Regions from separate parts of the Rattus norvegicus genome. Here region 2 is linked to region 1. Evidence: chromatin contacts called from public Hi-C data. All regions are on one chromosome and are shown on one strand. The core of a region is the stretch at or near the end of the contact, and the rest is flanking DNA. Distances in the headings are between cores, read along the strand shown. Region 1 holds the start of Rps3 (ribosomal protein S3). Region 2 holds the start of Xrra1 (X-ray radiation resistance associated 1).

The links. Hi-C and Micro-C count contacts between places; a contact is called where the count stands out from the background.
Region 2: a contact with region 1 is called in a Hi-C map of liver, with 3 times the contacts expected there. The contact joins the promoter of Xrra1 here to the promoter of Rps3 in region 1. A contact is called at or near these places in 2 of 12 Hi-C or Micro-C datasets (liver and prefrontal cortex).

Annotation. Positions count from the first base shown.
Region 1 is chr1:163,193,584-163,197,161 of GRCr8, forward strand. Rps3 (ribosomal protein S3) reads right to left here and starts at 2,193. Exons shown (of 7, transcript NM_001009239.1): 1 at 2,152-2,193; 2 at 1,092-1,222; 3 at 786-879; 4 at 197-291. The coding sequence starts at 2,181. Snord15a (small nucleolar RNA, C/D box 15A) reads right to left here and starts at 1,465; the gene lies at 1,318-1,465.
Region 2 is chr1:163,593,438-163,596,938 of GRCr8, forward strand. Xrra1 (X-ray radiation resistance associated 1) reads left to right here and starts at 1,966. Exons shown (of 18, transcript XM_006229821.5): 1 at 1,966-2,180. Spcs2 (signal peptidase complex subunit 2) reads right to left here and starts at 1,832. Exons shown (of 5, transcript NM_001191601.1): 1 at 1,714-1,832. The coding sequence starts at 1,827.

The DNA.
Region 1 (3,578 bases), core at 943-3,442:
GGTTGCTAGGAATTGAACTCAGGACCTCTGGAAGAGGAGTCAGTGCTCTTAACCACTGAGCCATCTCTCCAGCCCATGGACTACCCTATTACACCAGCAAAAAGATGACTCTGTCAATGAAGTTATTTGCCAACAAAAATGTCAGACACACACTGATCCACAGAAGGGCATGGCCACCAAGTCTCAGAACACTTACCTTCGAACTGCAAGCCCTCCTAAGAGTTTGTAGCGTAGAGACTCTGCCTGGGCAATGGCACACAGACCTCTTGTGGCCACTTTTTCTGCATACAGCTTTAAAGAAAAAGTACATTTCCATCACTCACCAATCTTCAGTTAAGCCACTGCGATATCCCTTAGATACTAAAGTATTCCCACTCCCCACAGAAGGCAGCTGAGTTGCCCTTCTATGTTGGCTCCCCACAACACAGTAAGGACAGCAAACCCACCTGTGCATCCAAATGGAATGTAAAATACTTCACCAGAATATCCCACACACTTAATCATACTGTCTCTGATTTAAGACAGGGTCTCACAGGGCAGCCCTGACTAGCTCTGCACTGCCCTTATCCTGCCTTCTGCGTGCCAGGATAAAGATGTGGCCCTGCCACGCATGGCGATCACTCTGCTTTTAAGGAAACTGGCAGAGCACCAATCCACCTGTATTCACTGGCCATGTCAGGTTTTCTTTGTGTTTGAGCTCTATGTCAGGTTCTCAGAAGTACCATTCTATAGCAGAAGCCACATCTTCAGTCTAAAGTCCCGGTAAATAAAGCAGGGGAACTCACCTCTACGCTGCCTTCAGGGAAGCCAAACCGCTTCTGGACAACTGCAGTCAGCTCTCTGATCCGACGACCCTTCTCCCCAAGAACATTCTGTGTTCTGTAGACAGGAAGTTATAATTTACTCAAAATCCCACCTGCCATCTACTACAAGATCAGTACACACATTAAATGGAAATCTTTTCAAATGCAATTTTTAAAAAGTAGCTACACTCACCAAGACAAGGTTTACTACTTAAGTTGGCCCTGGTCTACATAGCATCTTAATACACACAGTATTTAGAGGGGATAACCAGTCAATGGTATTTTTACCTGGTGGCTAAAATAATGATTTCTGTTCTGGTCGGCGTAACTCGGACTTCAACTCCAGAGTAGCCATCTTCAGCCAGCTCCCGAGTGAGAAACTCATTCAGTTCAGCTTTGAAGATGCCATCAGCTACAAACTAAACCAAAGAAACAAGTTAACTCTGAAGTTAAACAGGGCTAAGAGTTCTCATTAGCCAGAGCAAGCCCAATGGCCCTGCAGGAGTGCAGCAACCCTTCTCAGACAAATGCCTCTTGGTCATCTTTAGGAAGTTTCTTTGACCACAGTGCTCACAACTGTGCCACAGAACGCAGCGCAGTGAGGCATCCTGGGCAAAGACAAATACCTCCTAGTCAGACTCGTCATCACCTCTTCATCGAAGGGCTTTACCACATAATCTACACACAAAAGACAAACTCTGTCCCCAAGTAGCACATTTACAGTTCTTTCTGCACAGCTGGGGCTGTGTAAGTTGTACCTGGGAATCCTAACTCCAAACAACACTGTGGACAACAGCTTTACCATTAGTGTGCATAAGCACAAACACGACAGGCCATCTACTTCTAAACCTGACAATTTGTGCATTTTTCCCCCATGGAATGATTTTAAAAAACGAAAAAACCAGGGGACGCTGCTGCTTCAAGTCCCGAGTGAACAAGCCAAGTCAATAGGATTTCAACTATGGCCACTTGCAGGATGACAAGGATAAGAGAACAAGGGACTGCTAAACTTCACTTACCAAAGAAACTGGATTAGATCTGATGGCGCAGGCCCTCTAATTGTGCCACAGGATCACTAGTTATGCAGACCAAGAAACGCTCAAAGCTGTCTAGTCCGGAACTGGAGACGCCCGGTATTCGTGTCGGTCCAGAACTCGAGTTTGTGCCTCCCTTCCCCAGACACACTGCACTCGCCCGGCTCCGGCCCAGCACACAATCTACGGCCATCCGCGGCTCGCAGAGACCGCAGGAGGGCCCAGCCGCTCCTCAGGACCGACCACGGAGCCATGGGCCTCCCGGGCACCTTTAGAACACGCGGCGGATTCCCGGACAGAACCCAGACGCTTACCTTCCTCTTCTTGGAAATCTGCACCGCCATCTTGCTGCCGCGCGCCGCTGAAAGGAAAGGAAGTGGCTCGCGGGCGGAAGTAGGTATATAGGGCGGGAGCAATGACGCGACGCTACGCGACGGACACACTTGCAAGTGTTCCTGGGAAGTGAAGTTTTGCGTCTACAGAGTCGTAAAGGAAGGAAAAAAGTGTAACCTAGCAACCTGTAGTGTGGGCCGAACGGGAAGTGCATATTTAATTCTGGTCTGAAAATGATCAATGTACCTACGTAGAATGGTGGAGCACACCTGTGATTCCAGCACTAAAGAGGTAGAGGATCACAACAAGTTTAAAGTCATCATTGACTATATGTAGCGAATTCGAGGCCAGCTTGGGCTGTAAGAGCTTCCAACTCAAAAATAAATATGTAAATAAATAAAAAAACTTAGAACAGAAAAACCTTGAGACTAGAGATGCAAACCACAAGCATAAGCACACACTAACAAATATAACAGATTTTAGCCTCCTTCACATCTATACTAATGAAAACTTTCATTGAAATGTATTTAGGGGATGGCACAGTAAGTTACAGACTGTCAAAAACCATGGACGTATATTCGTATATATAAGCATAACACACACGCGCGCGCGCGCATACATACACACACGTCTTTTTTTTTCAATTTTTTTTTAGATTTATTATATATAAGTACACTACTGTCTTCACACACACCAGAAGAGGGCATCAGATCTCATTACAGGTGGTTGTGAGCCACCATGTGGTTGCTGGGAATTGAACTCAGAACCTCTGGAAGAGCAGTCGGTGCTCTTAACCACCGAGCCATCTCTCCAGCTTACACACACATCCTTTTTAAAATATTAAAATCCTACGATCTTTATTACAAAGGTAAACCCTGATCCATGAGATGGGCTTTTTGTAGGGTTTCTGGTAGTGAGCACATCCACACGGACCTATGAACGTTTTGGACTCGAAACAGGGTGGGATACCAGCAGGGACCTGTCAAAGTAATAAACCACCAGGGCTTCAGGGACAGACTGTTGAATAGTATAAATCTAAGCTACAGGACCTCCCCTTCACACGAACCCTGATGTCCACATTAGCAAATCGTTCATTGCCCAGAAGCAGAACCTGCCGGTGTAACTTGTACTACAGTGTTTGTGGCTCAGTCATCTCCAGAGGACTCTGATTCACCCTGTATTAATCCCACCGAACAAAAGTAAAAACCATTAATTAAATTCTTTGAGACAAGCAAGCTTTATTTTCTATCAGACAGGGCTGTCTCCCTAAAGTGGGGTTTTAAAGAATAGCATCAAACATAGAAGTGAAATTTATATAGCTCAAAATTTGCAAGACTAGGTGTCATTTCCTAGAGGAATGTTGGCTACGCAGGAACTTAGCAGAACATCTTATCAGGGTGGAATCAGG
Region 2 (3,501 bases), core at 716-3,215, 400 kb after region 1:
ACAAACATTACCAGTATTATATAATTTAATCTTTACAGCAAGCCTGTAATGAGGATACTCACAATGTTTATTGTGGTAAAGAAATACAAGTTAGTGATGAACAATCATCCAGGGCTTTTAGTATGCTACGCTAGAACTCAAACTTACCCTTCTAAGAAAGCCTTATTGTGTCTAGTTCCATGAACTAGAACTATGTAAACAACCTTCCTCAAGTCACTTTATATAGTCTCAAAAGCCTTTACATGCACTCTTTAGTAACCCTTCTCCAGTCTAACCCCACCTTTCACTAAGTTTACATAGAGAGCCTTCTAGTACTCCTATTAAGAAATCTCAAGCACGGGGTTGGGGGATTTAGCTCAGCGGTAGAGTGCTTGCCTAGCAAGCGCAAGGCCCTGGGTTTGGTCCCCAGCTCCGGGGAAAAAAAAAAAAAAGAAATCTCAAGCATTATCACATTCTGTGTATCTTTCCTCAAGGACCAGAGAGATGGCTCAAGGGATAAAGAGACTTACTGTCAAGGCTTTCAACCCACATTTGGTCCCTGGATCCTGCACAAAGGAAGCCCCAGGGCAGCTTAGCTACACAGCAAGACCCTGTCTCAAATTTGAATCTAAGGACTCTCAAAAAGACAAGGAGAACTGGGGATACAGGTCAGTGGAGGAGTACTGCCTACCATGGAGGAAGCTATGCAAATCCTGGGTTTGAACCCCCTCAACATGATCAGGTATTCATTTCTTAAGCTCTAGCCATCTGTTTGGCACAGAGTAAGAAAGCATTTCAATTGGAATGTTTCAAGAGAAATGACTTACTATATTAAAGCACCATGCTTCACCCTCACCACATCAGCAGAGAATGACAACACTGGAAAGGGGCCAGATGGTATATAGGGCTAAACCCTTCATTCTGCAGATGAGTAACGGAGATGAGAACAGGGACATTTTAGAGGCGGAACTAATACTAGGCCTGTTTTTCAGGCAACAGTTTCTTCCAAGTTGCTGTGCAAGGGGCAAGAAGATCAATCCAGGAGCATCCTTCCTCCCCGCCTCTTTCCTTTAAGCCCTTATGAATAAGGATATGAAATTTTTTTAATAATTGTATAGGTAGGGTGACCAGCTGGTGCAGACAGCGAAGAACACATGGGAAGAAGAGAGAAAGGCAGGGAACCCAAGAGGGAAAAAGAATCATAAGGCTTCCTATCAGTCCAGCAAGAAAAGTCAACATAGGAAGATTTCATTATTTAACGTATCATGAAAAAAAAAAAAAAAAACCCGCCCAAAAACTTTAGTAAAATGCCAAGGAACTCTTTGGACTCTGTAGCAACAGGCGAGGATGATAGTGGAAGAGTTTGGAGAATATCGATTTCGATATTCTTTCAATTTCTTTAGGAGTTCAGTTTTCCACGTTGGTGAAATGGGCATTTTCAAGAATGGCCCTCCTAGCACAATGGAAACGTGATCATTATGGTGAAATATTGCCATAATTACGAGAAGCTGCGGTGGCGGTTAGGGACCAGCAACACTTGCGAAAAAAAAATGACTAAGGCTTAAGATTGTTTTTCAATGTGTAGAGAAGGCAGGCTACAAGCGTGCGTTGGTGTGCTATAGAGAAGCGATCAAGAAGCCGCAGAACATAAGGGGGGCGGGGATGGAAAGGTGTGCTCACCACCCCCTGGGCATCCCCCGGGCTCTAGACTATTCCCAGGACTGAGCTCCTCACCTTATCCAACAAACCACTGCGGCTACTGCTTGTCCCGCAGCTGGGGCCGCCGCCAGGCCCACTACTGCCTCCGCCGCCGCCGCTTCTCCCGCCTTGCGACGCCGCCGCCGCCATCTTGTCTCCCTCCCAGTCTCCCTCCCATACGACTTGTCCGAAGCCGATTGGCTGAAGCTATTCATGTGATGCGCAACGCAGAGCCCATCGGGACCCGTAGTTCAGTGTGCTTACGAGGGCTGAAAGTGGCCGCGGGGCTTGACGGGACTTGTAGTTAGAATCTGCCGTCGCCAGTTGCCGCCTCCGTTGCTAGCCACACCGTCGCGGTTACTAAGGAGTGGGTGGGGAAGGTTGTGGCAAGCGCCACCGTGGAGCGACTCCGAGATTCCCGTGAGGCTCGCAGGCGTGCACTCCGCCTGACAGAGACCTCGCCTCCGCGGGTTCTTCGGAGGCGGAAACGACGCCGAAGACAGGTGTGGCTGGAAATTTAAGTTTGCTTGAGTTATGAGGCTTTCCGGCCCCAAATGTTGTGTCCTAAGAAGAGAGGTAGAGCCTGACTTTACCCTTTTCTATCCCTGGTTGTAGAACATTAGCTCGATTATTCTCCCCAACGTGACGATCATCTTAGCTTTTAGTGATGTTTCCTGTAGAACTATCATTTATTTAATGCCTACTGTGTGCCAGGCAGTGCCCTACATGCACTTACACCCACCCATTCTGTGTCAGTCTCAGAATAATGCTGTTTAGACAAGAAAAGGAATTTACCAGAAGCCAGAGAGCATGGGTCAGAACACACTTGAAGCCAACCTTTTAGTTTTTAACTTAAAAACATGTTTCCAGTTTGGCAGTGTGATTTTATTAATATTGAGAAAAAATATTGAGCACCAATAAAACTTGCCACTAAAACTAAGGCATATAAGGAAAACAAATCTGGTTGCTAATCTAGAACCCAAAATTATCACATAGTAATATCACTTTATGTCGTATTACATTGCATTATTTAGTTTTTATACCTACATATTTTCCATATGTATACAGGTGATCAGCCAGATGCTAGGGGGTCATAGGTGATCAGTGGTCTCATGAGCATTCAATCATGTGATGAAATAGGGCTGTCCAGTGCAGATGTCCCATTCTAAGATATGATATGAATTCACTAGACATTTTGTTTTCTTTTGTTTTTGTTGTTTTGTTTTTCTTTTTCTTTTTCTGAGATTTTGTTTTAGGTCTCTTTTCTGAGCTCCTTTTGTTTTGGGTCTCACTGTAAGGTCCAGCTATCCTGAAACTCACTGTGTAGACAGACTGGCTTCAAACTCAGAGATCCACCTGCCTCTTCCTCCTTAGTGCTGGAACTACTACCACGCCCAGCCTTTGAATTGCTTAGCATGTCCTCAGTCCTCTTCTAGATACTTAGAATATACCTCTGAATGAAAGAGACAAAATGTTCTTGGCAAAGCTATGTCTCCATGAAAACATGATCGCTAAAAATAGATTAGATTTCATCCTCTATTAAGCAATTCCTGGCCATTCCAGTTGTAAGGGTCCAAAAATTGCTGAAGGAAGACCCCAGACTCAGTATACAGAAACAAAGCGTTTATTCTGAAGAAACAACCAGCATTGGGGGGCCATCCATTCTTTGAAGTGGTGACCCCAGATAAAGGCACACAGGCCTTCTTAAAAGGAACCGGGAGAACTCTCTAGAAGGATTAGGTAATCTAAAATTTCATTGGTGGGTGCTAGGGGGTCATAGGTGATCAGTGGTCTCATGAGCATTCAATCATGTGATGAAATAGG